Linked DNA regions of Pogona vitticeps: region 1 is linked to region 2. A link is a contact called in public Hi-C data. All regions are on one chromosome and are shown on one strand. The core of a region is the stretch at or near the end of the contact, and the rest is flanking DNA. Distances in the headings are between cores, read along the strand shown.

What was found. A called contact is a pair of places that touch in the nucleus more often than the background predicts.
Region 1: a contact with region 2 is called in a Hi-C map of blood, with 3 times the contacts expected there. The contact joins the promoter of ATP6V1F here to the promoter of IRF5 in region 2. A contact is called at or near these places in 2 of 2 Hi-C or Micro-C datasets (blood and muscle).

What each region holds. Positions count from the first base shown.
Region 1 is chr5:194,902,747-194,909,315 of PviZW2.1, reverse strand. It overlaps ATP6V1F (ATPase H+ transporting V1 subunit F), which reads right to left and starts at 1,927. Exons shown (of 2, transcript XM_020812458.3): 1 at 1,671-1,927. The coding sequence starts at 1,828. LOC144583190 (a long non-coding RNA gene) reads left to right here and starts at 81. Exons shown (of 2, transcript XR_013536847.1): 1 at 81-669; 2 at 5,054-5,830. It overlaps FLNC (filamin C), which reads right to left. Exons shown (of 49, transcript XM_073002414.2): 49 at 5,480-6,569.
Region 2 is chr5:194,681,710-194,688,247 of PviZW2.1, reverse strand. IRF5 (interferon regulatory factor 5) reads left to right here and starts at 1,910. Exons shown (of 9, transcript XM_073002434.2): 1 at 1,910-2,067.

The DNA.
Region 1 (6,569 bases), core at 678-3,177, 220 kb before region 2:
GGGGCATGCGGCCACAGGCGACTCAACCTCCACATCGTAGGCCAGCCATTCCTTTAGCAATCCAATTATTACAGTATAGACGCCCAATTCTCAAAAAGCCTGATCCTGGTTTATGTCTGTTAGCGCTTCCAGGAGCTGGTTGGCGTCTGAAGCACCCGGAGGGTCAAACCCACTCAACCAGAGTGGGGGAAAGGAGGCCCTTCAGATGATGGCACATTTCATGCTCTACCAGCTCCTGATGACAAACAAGGCCAACAGTAAGGCATGGAGAAAGCAGCGTGTTTGCCACCCGAGAAGAAGGTATGGATAAAACCACTTCTGATTTCTCGCTGTCAAGGCCGGGCTCAGTAAGAGAGGAATCCGGCTGGCTCCTGACCAAGGCCCCGGAAGGACCTTCTGCCGGAAGAGGAGACCTTATTCTCTCAAGAACGGCAACCGCTCTGCGAATCATGCCATGCCAGAGAAGCGTTGCTGTGAAAAGCTTCACCAAGGTCACCGTGACGAGAGGTCGGTCTTCACCAGATAAAGCAGGACAGGGAGACCAGGTGGAAGGACGTGAACAAGCCAGCGGTGTTTGTGGGTAAACACAAGACGGGCTGAACCCGGTTCCCTTCGGAGAAGCCGAGAGACGACAAGCGGCAGGATGTCCTTGCTTCACAGGCCAAGGAGGTTCGTTCCGAGGGCAAAGAAAAGGGACCGTTTTCCTGACTCCAGACTTGGGAACTGGGCTGCGGGGGGCAGAGGCGTGTTCGATTCCTCCACGGCGCTTCTGTTTCCTCTCCTGTGACAATGATTCATAAGTCACGGGAATGCCCAGCAAGGAAAGAAGGTGTTGGCAGCAAAAGGGGAAGCTCTCCCTTGGGGGGGTGGGGTGGGGGGCACCCACAGGCCCAAGCCTCTCAAAGCACCCCATGGAGGGAGGAGGCTCGGTCCAAGCACCCCCACCCCACCTATTTGAGATTCCTTGGCTTCCCTCCAAAGCTTCCAGCAGGTCCTCCATTTTATGGACTGCAAGTCCCAGAATCCCCCAAGCCAGCTTTGGGCGGAGTGGATTTGGGTTCCAGCTGCTAGGTTTGGCCTCCAGCAGTCACAGGAGAAGGGGGATTTTTAAGGAGAATTCAGGGGTGGTGGTGGCAGAATAATTTAATTTTTGGACAACAACGCCCAGAAGCCCCCAGCCAGCAAAGCTGGCTGGGGGATTCTGGGAGTTGTCGTCCAAAAATGGAGGAGCTGGAAGGGGGGGGGGACTCTGGTGCTTTCCTACAGCTCTTCCATGAAATACAGAGGGAGGAATGGCTGCTGCTTCTTCCTCCTGAATCCCCACAAGTTCCACCAGTCCCCATTAACTGCTATGGAAACCCCCCCCTTCACATGGAATGGTTTGGTCTCTCCTCCTCCCCCCCCGTAACAGCCAATGGTCTCTTCCTCCTGCCCCCCCGCCGCCGCTATTTCCCTCCCTTCCATCCATCCATCGACTCCCCCCCGCGTCGTCCTCCCAGAATGGTCGCGTCCCCCTTCTTCAATCCCCCTCCCCATTCCTCCCAGCCTAGTGGGCTCTTCCTCGCTGTTGCCGCGGCAACGGCTGTTCCGACGGCTTTTCTCTCCCCCCCGCCCCGCCAAACCGCCGTTCCCAGGTCATCGCCCCCTCCCTCCTTCCCTCCCTCCCTCACCGGAAAGCCTCCTCGATCTCGGCCAGGGCCGTCTCCTTCTCCACCACCAGGAAGTTCGGGCGGCGGTGCTTGTCCAGCTCCCCGACCCCGCCCAGGAGGAACCCGGTCACCGTGTCTTCGTCCCCGAGGACGGCGATCAGCTTCCCCCGGCCGGCCATGGCTCCCCGAGAAACAAGCGCGGGCAGACGAAACGCACAAACGCTAATAATGACCCCAAGGCGTCCCCGTAGCCAGCTCTTATAGGAAGGCGCAGGCGCGTGAGGCGGAGGGGGGCGTGCCTACGGGCTACGCATGCGTGTCCCTAAGGCAGCCGCCAGCCCGTGATCTTCTCCGCAGAGATACGAAATATAGAGGTGTGAAACAATTGACTTCCGGGTTTACTCGGCCCCCGGTCTGGTATGCGCATGCGGGGCCCTGCTCCCTGGCAGAGGACGGAACCCTGCAAGCTTGTGATGCGATTTGAAACTACAGTATTCTAAACTGCATTAGGGCAGCTAGATAATTATGTGTGTGCTGAGACTTATAATGACCCTAATGGGGCTTTAGCGGCAAGTGAGATACTTTACGGACTAGTTTTATCAGTTCCACTGGTCCCCCCCCCCCCGTCAATTCCCAGGGCTGAGCAGGGATTCGAACCCAGGTCTCAGAGTCCTGGTCCGGCACTCTATCCAATGCGCCACACTGGGAATCTAGATAAGCAGCAACATATAAATATAATAACTATAAATAATAATAATATAGTTGGAGAGTGAAGTGAAAGCTGCTCAGAAAGCACTAGGAAGAAATAAATCACCAAGGGTAGATGGAATACCAATAGAGTGGTGTGGCGGAATGTGTCTTTGGTGGAGCATTTGTTCACCCTTTTTATGTGCCAATTGTTTGATCCTTGTTAGTTATTTTTGTACTCACTGCTTTAGCTTTGAAGACAGTCTTTTTCTGGTATAAGCTGCCATGGGTCTTTTTTTAAGGAGAATGGCGGGGTAAAAATATTTTAAATAAAATATCAGGAGTGTGATTTGGAACAATGAGAAAGTTAACATCTGCAGCTCGTTCCTACTGATCTCAGAAGGTGGGGGGGAAAGCCTGTTTCATCCATCCTCTGGAAAGAAAGGAAGCTCTGATCCATCCATTTTGGCCCCCGGAGAAAAACAATTCCAGCATCTGGCCCAGGGTAGAGCCTGGATAAAGGCAGCCTCAGGAGCAAAAGGATTTTTTTTAAAAAAAAAAATTATTAAAATTTTTATTAAACATTCTTTAAAAAAAAAAAGCTTATACCAGAAAAAGACTGGTGTTTTTTTTTAAACAAAAATAGTTTTTGAGCTCTCCAGGTCTCCTCGGCTGATGAGGTGTTTTTAAAAATAGGAGGGTGGTGAGGGCAAAGAACGTCTGCCTGGATAGGGAAGCCAAGGTGTCGTAGAAGGAAACAAGGACTTGAATGTGTGTGTGTGTGTGTCCCCTTTTTTTGGAACTGCAACTCCTAGAATCCCCTTGCCAGGCATGGGAATTGTAGTCCAAAAAGAGAGAGAAAGAAAACAGGGAAAGGAAGAAAGGAACATTTCCATGCTCTGGAATGCATGATTAACAGCCCACTAGGAAGGGTTTGGAAATGTTATTTTTATGGAATGACTCTTAGTACTTTTAAGATCCTTGAAAGGCTGTCCTACAGAGAAAGGGCAGGATCGGTTCTCGATCATCCCAGCGTGCAGGACACACAACAAGGGGCTCAAGTTAAAGGAAGCCAGATTTCAGTTGAATATCAAGAAAAACTTCCTGACTGTTAGAGCAGTACAACAAAGGGAATCAATGACCTTAAAGGGGAGGTGATGAGCGTTCCAACTCTGGAGGCATTGGAAGGTAAATGGGACCACCAATGATCAGATCTGCTTTGATTTGGGATTCCTGCCTTGAGCAGGGGGTTGGACTGGATGGCCTTACAGACCCCTTCCAGCTCCGTGATTCTGTGATCACAGTCCCAACCCCCAGCCAGCCTGGCTGATGGGAGATGTAGTCCAAGACAATAACGTCTCTAAGCTCAGCCCCTGATAGTCTGCCCTGGACCAAACCTTCTGGGCTGAGATGGAATGCCTTCGCCTGGGGTGAGCCGAGCAGCGGGTGGCACAGTGGTGCAAGGACACCATCGCAGGCCTCCTGAGTCCCTTTCTGTCCCTCTGGCCATGACGCTGTGCTGAGCGTGCAACTCTGGAGGCCGCAAGCAGCACTTTCAGGAAGGCCCCCCCCTCCCCCCGGTTCTACCATTGCTTTTCAAGAGGGGCTCGGCTGACCTTCTGTCTCTTGTTCTTGACCAAAAGCTTTGTACTCAGGAGGGCCATTTGGCTCAATGGCTGAAGAACAAGGGTGGCCAAAACGTGGGACCGGAACGAAAGGCAGCTGCCTGGGGCTGCCACCATGTCATATCCCGACTCCCTCCGACTCCTCCTGTCCCACCAAAAAATAATTCTGTCCAGCCAGAAGAAGAAATGAGCCCGAAATTCTTCTGTTCATCCAGATACTACAGACCAGCTATGCTCAACCTTTTTTGGGGGGGTAGGGGGGGATGGTTCTTTGAAGGAGATCTTGCTCAGCTGTGTGCAAACAAGATTAACCGTGCAAATGGGTGGCTCTGTGGCCCCCTTCAGGTGTGCCAGCGGACACTCCTTCCCCCCCCCCCAGGGGAGGATCTGGCCCCCGTGGAGGACGGCTGCAATAGACCTCTGGTTCTCAGAAAGCCTGGTCCTGGTTTATGCCCGTTGGAGCGTCCGGGAGTCGGTCTCTGCAGCACCTGGATGGCCCCATGGAGTTACCCCAGGGGGGAGGAAGCGGAGCCCTCCAGAGAAGGGTAGATTTTTTATCTCAGCAACCGGCTGCCTAAAGGGGGTTCCTAAAAACAGAGGAGCTGCTGTTGTTATGTCAGTTTGTCGGCTTTTTAATATTGTGAGCTGCCTTCGGTCCTCTCGAGGAGGATATTCCAAAGCATTCCTTCAGCCATACTCTGGGCCTGGGGTCGGCAGGCGCCTTTCGGCAGAGAGATCCAGGGCGAGAGCAATGGATCTCTCTGCCGATGTTTCTTGATTTCCTTCGAGAGGTGGCCGTGAGCTGAGAAGTTCCTGCCAAGCGGCGCAAAGGCAGGAACCAAACCACCGTTGCCCTCCACCTCCCGAAGGAGCCCCCCCCCCCCCCGAGAGCTTTGTGTAATTCTTAGATCCCTGTCGATCCCAGCCTTTCGGATAGTCTTCCTCTGATGGCGGGGAAAAGTGGTTCTAAAGGCGTGGTTCCCTATGCTTTTTTATTTATCATTATTTATATGTTCTCCTTGTTCCTAAGGTCGCTTTCCTGTTAACGGGACTGCTCCCTGTGTTACTTTCGCTCGCTTGCTGTGGTTTTAGGTGCTGCAAATCCTGCTCTCGGCGCAGGGGAAGAGAAAGGCAGGGCGCCTGTTTGTAGAGAAATGGACGAAGGACGGATCCCAGCTCTTGGTTGCTGTCCGTAGTACCTTCTTTGCAGGCCTTGGGCAGCACATGCAAAAAAGCTGCACCCGGGTCCCCGTCAAAGTGAAAGACACCCCGGCCGGTGTTCCAGATGCTCAGAAGATGCGATGTTGATTATTCTGCAGCCTATCGAAAGTGGCTGCGTCAGATCTTGGAAGTGGGTCTGTTCAGAAGCCGTCCCCCACCGCCGCCCCATGGAACCCCCTGGAGGGCCACAGCTTCCTCGGCCCTGCCTTTGAGGTTTCCCCTCCGTGGTCACCACAGAAAAGGTGCCTGAGAAAGTCCTCCCAGAATAACCGCAAAGAACGAGCCGTGACGCCACGCTTCCAAAGCAAGTCACCTTTATTGCGGGCGAGCAGGTGAATTCCAACCCCACCGCCGTCTGCAAGGAGAGGCGCCCTTCCAGCCCCTCGGACACACGCAACCACAAACACGGGGCTAAAAAATGGCCCCTCCCCGGAACGGGCGTCCAGTTGGGAGAATACCCCCCCTCCCTGCACGGGCCACAATGCCTAGCCTCCCCCCCCCACCAGAATATATATTTTTAAAATCTTTTTTTTTTCCTTTCTTCCTCTTTCCTTCTTTTCTAAAAAAAACAGAAAAACAAAACTCTTTGGTTTGAGCTGTGCCCTCGTTCACCGAGGCAGCCCACCAGTTTGGGGGGGGGGGCAGGGGCATAATGCAAAACACTCAAAAGGGCTCTGTGTGTGTGTGTGTGTTTGCCTTTTGCCCTGTTTTAAAACCCTAAAGCGAAGGACTCAGGCGATCAGAAAATTCGCCTGCAAAGGCCCCAAGGCCATCACAATGCGCAAAGGGGCTTGAGCAGCAGAACCGGCCAGGAAACCCCCCACTCATCCACCCACCCCCCCACCAGATCCTGGGCTCAACCTTTGTCCACTAGCAACAATGGCCTCAGACATATTTTTGCCCATCAATCTACACGGCTCTTCCCTCTGTAGCGTCCCGATGGGTCCTACCGCTGTGAGGAGGGGTGGGTGGCACAGGGGGACACCTGGTTCCCCCCTTGACCTGGCCCTTAACCCCAGTCTCTTCTGCCCATCCATCCTGGCGTCTCCTCTCCGCTCCCTTCTCTTCGCGCTCCTTCGCCCTCAACATTTCCTTCCCTGCTTCCCAAGCCACAAGAATTACGTCTTGCGAGGATGGTGGCGAGAGGCGGGAGTGCTTATCAGTGCCACCGCCACCACCTGCACGCCACCTCCCAGCGTGGAACCACCGAGCACAGCCTCCCCCCCCAGTGGTCCTCCTGCCACGGAGTCCTTTTCCTGCCACCTCGCTTCTTCTCACATTGACTTCGTTCCCCCTTCTTCTTTGTCCCTCTTGCTCCCGGTGCCCGCTCTGCTGGCCCGTGTGTGTGTGTGTGTGTGTGTGTGTGTGTGTGTGTGTGTGTGTGTGC
Region 2 (6,538 bases), core at 661-3,160:
AAAAATCTTCACAGCCGAGGAACCGAACATGTCACTCCTTTGGACTACAAACCACCACCACCCCCAGAATCCCCCAAACCAGAAACCAGAATCCCCAAACCAAGAAGTCTAAAAGATGACTTTTTCAAAGCCTGATCCCCTTCAATAATTAGAGGCAGTTCATGAACCAACAAATCTGATTGTGCAACACCCCAAGATTTGTGGGTGGGGGGCTCCCACTCCAAGGCCCCCCCTCTGTTGTTGTTTGTGTTGTGTGTTTTTTTAGCAGAGTGGGAGCAACCTCCGGCCTGGTGCAGAGCGAGAGAGGACCTGGAAGCTTGTGCCCCACGTTCGGACGTGCTCTTTGGCCCTAACAAGGTGGGGATGGCAAGACCCCGGCTCTCCGATCTTGCTGGGCCATCGTCCCACACCACTGGCTGTACTGGGGCTGATGGGCATCGTAGTCGTTCAACATCTGGAAGGTGAGGGTGTTTGGTGTGTGTGCTAGCAGAGGGATGAGGCCATTGAGAGTAAGACCGCTTCGATGGTGGAACGGAGGATGTGACGCGGAGGCCGGCGGACGCGGCTTCCTTAGCTGTTTTCCTGCAGAGGTAGGGTGGCCACCAGTCGGGGAAGCTTTAGCTGCAGATTTCCCACTTTTGGCAAAAAGGAGGGTTGGACACGGTGGCCCCTCCTTGTCGAAGGGGTCGCTTCCTGCTCTGCAGTTCTTTGCAATATTGGCGTGAGACTCGCTGGATTTCCAAAACGAAGAAGTAAAGCTTTAGCGTCACAATCTGAACATCCAGAAGGAGTTTCTTAGACATCGCAATTCAAGGGGATGCTAGAGCAGAAAATAAAGAATTGGAAAAACTAAGGTGGTCCTGGCCATCGAAACTTCTTGCCTCTGGAAGAGACTTACTTCACGGGTCCCCGTCGTCATTGGGGCTTTGGGAACCATATCAAGAAATCACACACAGTGTTATAAGCAGTTGCAGATCTCAGAAATCACACCGTCAGAGCTAGAAAAACCTGGCAATATTAGAAACAGCGTACATACTGCGCCAGTGTTTAATGGATCCTTAGGTTGTTGGTTGAAATCTGAATTTTGAAATTCGAATGATGATAACTATGACGATGACGATGACGATGACGATGACAATAATAATAATAATAATAATAATAATAATAATAATAATAATAATAATAATAATAATAATAATAATAATAATAATAATAATAGGAACAGTACACATACTGTGCCAACATTTAACAGATACTTTGGTTTTTGGTTAAAACTTGTATCTCTTATATACCAGTCAATGCTTTTGTAGCTCCCCCCCCTTTTTTTTTAATTAAGGAAAGTTAATAATGATGACACTTAACATTAAATGTGTATACATTGATAGCTTTGATAGACTGCTTGGAGTTTTTGAAGAATAAGAGTAAGACTAGTCAATGTTTTTCATAATTTTGACTGTGCCTGGAGTTTTTGACTACTACTGCGTGCTTTGGTCCATGGGGTCATGAAGAGTCGGACACGACGAAACGAACGAAACGAACTACTACTACTACTACCACTACCACTACTACTACTCATCATCATCATCCTGGAGCGACAGCTGGTTTCCTGGCGGGGGAGGCCGGGGCGGGGGCGGGCCTGTGGGCGTGGCCTGCTGGCCCAGGTGAGTGGGAGGCGGGGCGCCGCCCCCAGGTGCCGACAGGTGAGTCGCGGGCGGGGCGCTGCCTGCCTGCCACTCGGCTGCTCCCTATCGCCCCTTAAGGTCAAGTTCCCTTCTTTTCTTTTTTTGGAGGGGGGGGAAAGGAAGGGACTCCAGGTCCCATCATCTCCCAGCCAGCGGGGCTCGGGTCTCCCGGGCCGGCTCTCCTGTCCGGAAGGGAGGCGCGGCCCCGGCTCCGTCCCTCCGTCCCTGGGCGGCGGGGGCGGCGCCGGCTTCTCCCCGCGGAAGACGGGCCGGGGCTGCGGAGCCGAGCCGAGCGGAGCGGAGCGGCTGGGGGACCGTCGCCTGCCTCGGGCGGCGTGGGATCGCGGGCGGCCGAGCCGGTCCGGGCTCCGACGAGAGAGGCCAGGTGGGCAGCGCGGGGGGGCGGGGGCGGGGGTCTCTGTGGGGCGACGGGGGAGGGGATGCGCCCCCCCACGGACCTTCCACCCCACCCCACTTTCTCCTCTCTCTCTCCTCTCCCCATTGATTTCCTCCTTGTCAAGGCGGTAAAAGCTCCGGGCTTGCTTTCTTTTTCTCCGCGCATTTTTACTTTCCGCGCATTTTGCAATTTTGAAAAAAAAGGAGGAAGGAAAAAAAGGGGGGGGGAAACCCGAATCGCACCGGCCGCCGAGGCTGCTCTCCTTTTGGCTCAGGATCGCCCCGGACCGGTTGGGTCCGCGGATCGTGGAGGGATCGTGGAGGGATGGAGCCGTCAATCACATCCCTCCCCCCCGCCCGTCCGCCTGCCTCCGCTTCTTCCTCGGCTGGCGGGACCCCTTTTCAGAAACAACCAAAGCCCTTTACCCTTAAAAAAACAACAACAAAAAAATGGGGAACATCCTAAATTCAAGGCTAAAACGGATCTCCTTCACTCGAACCCCCCCCCCCCCCGATTCCTGAGTTGTGAAAGTGGTGGAAGGAACTACACCTTCTATCATCCCCAACTGGCTATACTTATTAGGGATTGATGGGAGAGGTGATTCAGTGCACCTGGAGGGGTGGGGGGGGGGAAGCCGGCTGGTGGTGGTGGTGGGGGCTTCTGCAAGGCGCCTCTCCTATAGGAGTGCCCCAAGGGTGGCTTGGGACCAGAGCTTTCCTTTGGGGAGGGCACCTGGTTCTGACAAGGATGGGGGGCAGCGCCGACATATGCATCTGCATCCCAAGAGGACGGGGGGGGGGGGAATCCTAGCCAGGGGGCTTGCGGTCAGTTTTCTGAGCACGACACCACTATTTATTCCCCAGGAATTTCTTGACCCGTTGTTGAGGACCTCCTGTATCGGTCGTTGCTCTACGGGTTTCTGCTCGCCAGCCCTTGGAAAGCGCATGGGTGGCCATTGTGGTTAATGAAATGGCTCTTTCCCGTTTCCCCTTTCGTTTTGCTTCCATATTGTACCCCATATGTCTGAAGACAGGAGCCAGAACTCACACAAGCGCCTGGCCAAGGAAACCCCTCTCGCTCTCTGGCTCTCATGGATCGGGTGGGCAGAGCGCATGGCTTTGGAGCGGGAACCCTGCATGATGGTGGATGCTCCCACTGGCGGATGCTCCCACTGGCGTTACAAACGGTGCCCTCTGGCCGCTTCTGGCTTATTGTGACTCTCACACAGGTATTGAGGTTTGCTGGATGTTCGGGTAGAGATGTTATAATGGCCAACCCCCACCAGTGAGATTCCGTAGCTGGACTGGGATTTGAACCCAGGCCTCCACCTCAAACCCAGTCGGACACCCCGCCCGTAACACCACACTGACTCTGGTCGAGTTAAAATGACAACTGCTTTTATGTAGGGGAACGGATAAAATTTCGAAACAGTCGCTCTGAGCGTAACAGCAAAGCCGGACGTCTGACCGCACGAGGAATTGACTATAATTTTATGCACACCCGGCCCTTTCGAAAGGCAGGAGGTGGTTTGTGGTGCCTGTTCGTAAAGAGGCACTTTTGTGTGTTGTGATTTCGCATTCAGGGTCCCAAAACTGCGTCCAAGAAGCAGCACAGGAGAGAAGGGCTTGTCCGAACCCTGGTTGGTGCCTGCTCCAAAGGTCCAGAATTCAGTTCCTCCCGAACTCCCGGGGATATTCACTGGGATAGCGAGCGGTCTAGCCTCCGCTTTGCGTCTTAGCCTCCCTCACAGGGACGTTGTGATGAAGAAGGGAGGGAAATGGAATAGGAAGGCCGCGTCCACCACCTTGAGCAGGTTGGAGGAAAGGCGAGCCACGTGGACTGATGCATAAATAAATGCATCTGGATGTGGGACCGTTTCACAAGGAGGTTGTGTCTCCTCTTGGCTGAACTCCGGCGGGCGCCCAAGGCCCTCCCTCGCCAAACGCTGATTCTGGCTTTGATTTTGTTCCTGTATGTCAATAATGATGGCGTTCTTCATCCCATCTCTCCTCTGCTTAATCCGGAGATAAAAAGACCAAAAGCAAAGGTGCCTTATCTTTTAAGTGGTGGAAAGACAAACACGGGGAAATGCGATCAGTTGCGGTTTCAGTGTGTTCTTTCGCCCGTTTTGATTACAGAGGCTTCCTAAAATGGGTAACTAGGAGCGGAGCATAAAAGATGCACCCTGGGTCTCTTTCAATCTCTTCTTTGGGCATCTTCGCGGGGCCGGTAATGAATTCGAGGGATTCTCTGCTAGAAGAGATGGGCTTTCCATGGCTTTGAAAAGAGATCAGGTAAAAACGAAGGCGATCCAACAAGCGTTTGTCGTATAACTTCAGTTTGTGCTATCGAGAGAGGTAATAAAATTGTGGGGTGGTAGGGGATAGAACCTTCATGTTCAAGAGAAGTGTACCCCTGAATATCCTTTGTTGGGGAACAGCTCTCAGAACCGAGGGCTGAGGTCCTGACACCTTACTTGTGGGTTTCCCTAAAGGCACTGCGGACGTTCTTAGGCCACGAAGGAGTTAATGCGTCTCGGAAATGCATTAATTAATTAATTCTTCAGATGTTGAAGAAGAGGAAGGAGAAGTGAGTGGCCTCAGCGCAGGGCCAGGTGAACAAACAGGGCCGGCGGCTTGGAATAGCAGAAGAGAAACTGATTTTTCTTGGAGATGTGTTGAAAGCGACAGGAAGGCCGGAGGTCGAGGCAGAGCGCCTGAGTTATGGAGGCAGAGTCTTGCATGTCGTTGAATCAAAAAAGTCCTGCAGATGAAGCCATGCTTAGAACAGCCTAAATGTTCGGGTAGAGTGTGCCAGGCAAGCTGGCTCGGTCGGCCTCTCTCTCCGCTTGCCCCCTGGCTGTGGTCCCCTTACCTTTCCCCCAAAGAGCCCTACCATTCCTGAGACTTGGATATCCCTTTCGTTGGGACATTTAAGGAATTAGGGTTTCCTTTCTGGTTGGAGCAGCTAGTGATCTTCTTGACCAGATTTCTCTTTTATGCTCCGTAGCATGCAGCTGGGCTCACTTACTTTGAGATACCTGATGCTATCATGGATCAGTACATGGGCCCCCCCTTCTGATTTTGTCTCATGTGGCTTCATCTGCAGCAGACAGTGCTGCTAATATTTAGAGATGCCGTTAATGCGTGGAGGCAATGATAGTTCTTGGCCCCCGCCTGTGTGGGACTTTGGCAGAATGTTTTATTCCTCTGGTGTAGTTTTGTTGCAGAAAACATACAGAGCCAGACCTTCAAGGTAGGCTTTTTACAACCTTTTCACCTGAAGAGATGCCAAGCATGGCCCTCGGTTTCAGTCACGGGCCAGGACCTAAGACATTCTTTTTTCCCCCCCTTTGAAATACTATCATCTTCTTGACCTATTTCAGAATTTTCAAATTCGCAACGGGAGCAGGCCCATTGAATCAGGGGAACCTCTTGGCGCACCCAAGTCCCTACGGATTCAATGGGCTTGCTCTAGCTGTGACGCACTGCTGGATTTCAGCCCTTTGATGGGACGTGGGCTTCCGCAGATCATCCCAGCCTTCTTGCGGCGCATGTCTCCGTACGCCACCCCCTGCGTAAAGCAGTGCAAGGGCTGAAGGCAGACCTGAATGGGACGTTGGGGCTCCGCTCCGCTTGGCGTGTCAGACAACGCACGCTCCGTTGACGCACAAACAAGGGGTCAGCCAGGTCCGGCGTGATGTGGGAAGTGAGCCTGCAGCCTTCGTCCAACCTGCGATCGAGGTGCTTGCACAGAGAAAGACCGTGGAGCACGTGTCTTTCAGGTCCCTTTTCCTAACAATTGAGGATGAACCCACCGTTGACGTCTGGGGAAGTTCTCTGTTCCCCAGAACGGCATTTGCACTTACGCAAGGAGCTGTCTTAGTGCATAGGGTCCACTCAGGGTTGTTTTTTTGGGGGGGTTGCATAATGTGCAGGGGACGTGGTGGCGCTGTGGGCTAAACCGCAGAAGCCTGTGCTGCAGGGTCAGAAGACCAGCAGTCGTAAGTTCGAATCCACGCAACGGAATGAGCGCCCGTAGCTTGTCCCAGCTCCCGCCAACCTAGCGGTTCGAAAGCATGCAAATGCGAGTAGATAAATAGGTACCATCTCGGTGGGAAGGTAAACAGCGTTCCGTGTCTAAATCACACTGGCCATGTGACCATGGAAAGATTGTCTTCGGACAAACGCTGGCTCTATGGCTTGAAGAGCGGGATGAGCGCCGCCCCCTAGAGTCGGACACGACTGGACAAAAATTGTCAAGGGGAACCTTTACCTTTACCTTTTACCCTGACCCCCTCCTGGGGAGGAAAAAAAATTCTTCAGGCTTCCCAGAGATCCTCACTGCCCAAGGAAGTGCCAACTTTCAGCAATGCCCGTATTAAAACAGACAGACAGACAGACAGACAGACAAAGACCCACAGCCGCTCTGGCAGCTGAAAGATTCACAAGGCTTACTT